2 separate regions of the Oryctolagus cuniculus genome follow, and region 1 is linked to region 2. The links are chromatin contacts, called in public Hi-C maps. All regions are on one chromosome and are shown on one strand. The core of a region is the stretch at or near the end of the contact, and the rest is flanking DNA. Distances in the headings are between cores, read along the strand shown.

Evidence for each region. A called contact is a pair of places that touch in the nucleus more often than the background predicts.
Region 1: a contact with region 2 is called in a Hi-C map of liver, with 10 times the contacts expected there. The contact joins the enhancer-like site here to the promoter of PERP in region 2. A contact is called at or near these places in 2 of 6 Hi-C or Micro-C datasets (ear pinna and liver).

Annotation. Positions count from the first base shown.
Region 1 is chr5:30,822,852-30,825,634 of mOryCun1.1, forward strand. No RefSeq gene overlaps it. Among named protein-coding and RNA genes, the nearest start is that of PERP, 60 kb to the left of the region's middle. Within about 2 kb of position 1,525, at least 3 of the 8 cell types and tissues checked have an H3K27ac peak or open chromatin away from gene starts, as enhancers often do. A contact at or near this core is called in ear pinna, where this site is marked.
Region 2 is chr5:30,763,312-30,766,023 of mOryCun1.1, forward strand. It overlaps PERP (p53 apoptosis effector related to PMP22), which reads left to right and starts at 1,276. Exons shown (of 3, transcript XM_002714845.5): 1 at 1,276-1,631. The coding sequence starts at 1,418.

The DNA of each region.
Region 1 (2,783 bases), core at 275-2,774, 60 kb after region 2:
TGCCCTGGGTGGGGTATTTCTCGCTGGGACTGAGTGACACACAGCAGGGTGGGCTGGGGCATGTAGCCTCTTCCCTGGGGCAAATGGCGCTACTGGGAAGAGTCTCATTTGAATCTTGACTCTAGCACTGACTCCATAGGGAACTTCTTTTTGCCTCGTTTTTTCTCATCTGCACAGTGGGGATATTGAGAGTACAGGGCTGCTGTGAGGGTGAGTTCAGTCGATTTAGACAATACAAACATGTAGAGCAGTTCCTACATCTACTAAACCGTCACTAAATGTCAGTTACTATTAGCTATTATTTCTCCAGGGGAGGTCTGGGGAGGATTCTGAGTCTGTGATTCAGAAAATAATATATGGAGGAATATAAAAAAGTTTGTGCAAAAATGATTCAAAGTTTATGTTGGCATCCTCAAATTTGAAATTCATGCAGTTTTTTTATAATAGGCATTTTCTATGAAATTTTGAAGACTCTTTGAATTTTGGGCACCTATCATTCATCAGGCATTGTCCTAGGAACTTGGGAATGCGTCACTTGATAAAGCAGACACCTCCCTGCCTTGCCTCCCAAACCCCACTGCCCTGTGCTGTCATCATTTTCCCTTGACTTTGAAACAGTGAGACTGTCACAACTCTTTCCTAGGGGACTTGCAGGAATTCTTGTATTCGTTTTCTGTATAATTGTTGTCAAGCATTGAATTAGCAAATAGCAAGCCCAATCCAAAGGTTTCCACCAGGACTGGACTGACTATATGATGACAATTTCCCTTCTCAGCAAGAACAAAGGCCCTGCAAAGCTCCTGAGGGCCAGCCTACGGCTCAGCGTAGGGCTGAGGACACATTCTTGAGCCGGGTTCCTCACCCTTGGCATTCATGATGCTATGGGCCAGGTAATTCTTTATTGGGGGGGCTGCTCTCTGTTGGAGGATGCTTAGCAGCATCCCTGACCTCTAGACATTAGATGCCAGAAGCCTCCTCCTAGCTGTGACAACCACCTCTCTCCAGCTGGTGCCAGCGTAGTAAAAGCATGCTCCATTGAGATCCAGAAGTTCCAGCGGCCTACTGATTCCATGGTGGGTAAGGCTGCCTAATACAGCCTCAGTGACCATTCTCTTCTAGTCTCTATAATCAGCCCAGCTTTCCTGGTACCCCAACTCCCAGTGCTTTTCCCAGCCCAGGATGCTCTGTGCTGCTTGCTCAGGACTTCTTCCACCTTACCAAGTGGGTAATTCCAGGAACTGTCTAGTCCAGGCTCACTCATGACGTGAGGGCGGGTCTATGGCAGGGGATAGAAGCAGGGAGAGGCAGCTGTTTATTCCTGTACGTTTGATGGGTATCAAGCTACACTCAGGGAGGGCAGGTTGTACTGGAAATTTCAGTGTTTTCCCAAATGGATGTTGAGTCCACCACCCTTGGGCTAAGAGTCAGGATGATTGGGGGTACATCTTTTTCTGTTCTGTTGGTCCCTCTTCCCCATGTTACAACACTGCCTAGGCTGGATTTGACTCACCTGGGTGTGTTCTGAGCTTGACTGAACTAGCCCAGAAGCCCTGCCAGCCAATCTGGAAGTTTCTAAAACCAACTGCAATGAAAGGTTGTTCCCAGGAGCTCTCTCTAGGCAAGGTTCATCGTGGTTGCTGCTCAATGCAAGCTAAATGGGGGTGACTCTGGGGCTCTGTGCTCACCAGCATCTCTCTAGAATATTCATTGGCCTTTGCATGTAAGCACCAACTCAATATCCCATTTCCAAAATAGTGGGTACTTTTCTAAGTATTTTTCATGACTCCCTTGTTTTTTTAGAATCAGGACTGGAAGCTAGTATTTGTATTAGAGTATTGCTTTTGAGGACACACTTAAAAAATCCCATTTTCTTGTGAATTGTCCTTTGAAAGTGCAGGTATGCAGAAAGCTCAAGGGAGTTTCTTCCTTTGTTTGTAAGGTGCTTTTCCACTTCAGCGGTCTGTGGCCAGAGCTATCCTTGACAGCCACCCTTCTTGATCGTCCTGATGTTCTAGTTCTTTCAGTACCTCAGCTCCTTTACAAGGAGCTCATAAACCATTATCGTTGGGTGTATTTTAAAAATCAAGGAATACAACAACAAGTGTTGTGCTGTAGCCATACCAGAGTGCTGGTTCAAATCCCAGCACCCTTGCTTCCAATCTAGTTCCGTGCTAATGTGCCTGGGAAGGCAGTGGATGACAGCCCAAGCACTCAGGTCCTTCTACCCATGTGGGAGACCCACGTGGACTTCCTGGCTCCTGGCTTCAGTCTGGCCCAGCCCCAACTGTTGCTGTCATTTGGGGAGTGAATCAGTAGATGGAAAATCTCTCTCATCCTCCATTGCTCTGCCTTTCAAGTAGATTAATAAATAATTTTTTAAAATTCTAAAAACTAAAAACAAAGGTATATGGCTCCAACCTTATGGGCAGGCAAGGAGTAAGTGAAATAAAAGGGGAAGCCATGGTGAAAAGATGCAGTGAAGAGGAGGGAGAGTGGGGTTTTGAAATCACATGTGTCCGAGAGCCAGTGGCTGCAGCCCATGCCAGCGTGGGCCATGGTGATGTCACAGGAGCACAGTTTCCTACTGAAACCTGGCTTTCTTTGAAAATGCCATGTACTTATTCCTCATTTTATTCACGTTGAATCATACAACTAGGTTAGTCAGAATGGTAGGAAACCCTGTGCCTGGGGTTTGCTCAAGGTTCTTCCAGTCGGAGTCCCAGGGTAAACCAACACCTTCCATCCTAGACATAGCTGCCCTCCAAGTCCGCTGAGTGCTGCCT
Region 2 (2,712 bases), core at 26-2,525:
TTTTTTGGACATTAAGATACTTGTGCCTCTCTCGTTTGTTTCCAAAACCATTTTGCTTATGAGAACTTTGATTTGAAAGGTCATTTTTTCCCTCACAGATAAATCATAGCTAATTACGCAAACATTTGCATTGCTTTTGAAAGCCCTGAGAACACAAACATTACATTTACCCTCACAAGTCTACACCGTATGGGCCTCACTTTTCTCAGAACACAGCTTCCTGCCAGTCTATGCAACGAATTATTTACCGCTAATGAAAATACGGGAACTTGATTTATGTGCAACTTGATTGACACACAAGGGGGGCTACGGAAAAAGACTTCAAATGGCTTCAGCCCCTTTCTGGGTACCTTTATTTGTTCTCAAAATTGTCGGAGACCCACCCAGGACAAAATGGCCCAGTTTCCCTGGAGAAGGCGAAATGGAAAGGCAGAGGACTAAAGTTCGGACTTGCTTAAACTTCCCGCTTCTTTTACACCAAGCCGGAGGAAGACCCAAGGCATCCAGCAGCGCTCTCCAGAGATCCAGGGTAAGAAGGGACGCTCCTGGGACGTCTCCACGACTAGGCTGAGGCCACTGTGGCGCCCGCCGCCGAGAACTCGTTCTGCTGCTGCGGCTGGGCCACTCCCGGCTGCCGCCCCACCCGCTCGGCCACACCTGCGGGACGGAGGAAGCTACGGGGGTATCCGACAGGCGGGCTTGCTGACCTAGGGGTTTTATCTAGAGAAGCCAAAGGAGCCAATGGAGAGCGGCTGAAAGGGGGTCTGAGCAGGGACAGGGAGCAATGGGGGGGGGGGGAGGGCGGGGGGAGGCCACCTGCGGGGCTCCGGCGAGGGAAATCTGTCCGTTCACCCAAGTCGCTGAACCTCCTCTCTGGCCCAGGCTCGGAACTAGACACCGGGGACACACACAGCAATAAACATGGCGTCAAGACAGGCCCGTCACCCTGGAGCCAGGGTCCAGAGTGCCAAGGCGGGGCCCGGCAGGGAGCGCACGCCTCCGCCGGCCCGCGGGGCTCCAGGTCCAGCGGCCCGCAGCCTGCGTGCACCCTCGCCGCTGGGACAGCCGCCTCCACGCGCGTGAAACGCACACACGACCGCGCAGGTGTCCCGCGGCACGCAGCCGAAGCCCCGCGGCGCCTGGGGCAGGGTCCCCGGGCCCGCCACTGGCAAGCCGCCCCCGGCAGGGTTAAGCCGGCCGCCGGGTGTAACCCGAGCCGGGGGCCGGCCGGGCAGGTCCGGGCGGGCGCGCTCTGAGTCACCGGCCTCGAGGTGTGGCCGCGCGCCGCGCCCCGTGCGCCGCCTCCCCGCGGCCTCCTCTTCCCTTTTGTCGCGGTCCCCGCGCTCGCGGGCCACTCTCGGCCGCCGCCCGTGGCCCGCGCACTACCCCGCTCCGCTCCGCGCCGCGACCGTCCACGATGCTGCGCTGCGGCCTGGCCTGCGAACGCTGCAGGTGGATCCTGCCCCTGCTCCTGCTCAGCGCCATCGCCTTCGACATCATAGCGCTGGCCGGCCGCGGCTGGCTGCAGTCGAGCGACCATGGCCAGACGTCCTCGCTCTGGTGGAAATGCCTGGGCGAGGGCGGCGGCAGCGGGTCCTACGAGGAAGGATGCCAGAGCCTCATGGAGTACGGTGAGTTCCCGCCGCCGCCTCCGGGAAGTCCTCGGGACTGCGGCCTGCGCGGGAAAGGTTTTATGCGGTCCGGGCTAGTGGCTACCGTTTTTCTTTTCTTCTTTTCTTTCCTTTTTTTTTTCTTTTTCTTTTCTTTTTTTTTTTTTTTAAGTCTATTTAGACTTAAGGCTCCTGCTTTCGACCTGAACCAAAAGCCACTTTGGGTGACCCAAAACAGTCGCAACTACGAAGAAAATGGCCCTAATTCAAATCTTGGGAGTTATGGGTTTCAGCCACTAGGAAGGCTTAGATGAGTACGCCTAAGGAACAAAGTATATTTTCTTGGAGACCTGTTGAATCTTCTTGTCTTCCTTCTCCCTTGGTTCTCCTTAGTATTAAAATCCAAGTATTAAAATCATGTCCCCTGCCTGATGCCGGTGGGTCCTTGTAACTTGATCTTACCCAAAGAAATATTTCCCATTGGAAAACAAAAGCCCTTGCAGGCGAAGCTCCAGCACCTGGGATTGCCGTGGACTCCTGGGCGTTCCACGCACCGCACCCGGCCAGTTCCTGTTAGCGCTTGCTCCGAGGAGCGCCCTGCGGCTTCAGCACAGCCCTTTAGAAACTGTTTCTGTTAACCGGATTGGGAAAGCGAAGTGGGGCAGAGTCACTGAGCGGCCAGCGTGGGTCCCTGCGGATGGAGTGCGGTGGCTTGCAGGCTGGAGCAGGCCTGGGTGCTTGACCCAGTGTCCGCGCAGGGGGCGGTCCCCCGCCGTGGGCTCCTGCCCCTGCCCGGGGTGGGCCCGAGTCAGCGGGTGTACAGTGTGAGTGTCCACGCAAATGGACCCCGCGGGGAAAAGCAGCAGCAAATCCCCAATGCCTATGGGGCTTTCGCCGGCCGAGTAAACAGCATTAAAGCAGGCGCCCTTTGTTCACTAGTTGCTGTCGGATTTTCTTTCCCGAAGTGGCGGGGGGCTTCCTTCTCAATCCTGTTCTGCCTGTGGCTCTGGGGCCCTGTGCCAGCCGCGGGGTGGGTTTGATCGCTTGTGGAGTTGTAGGGGTGTTCCCTGGATGAACCCCTTCCTCGTCAGGCCGGTCACGA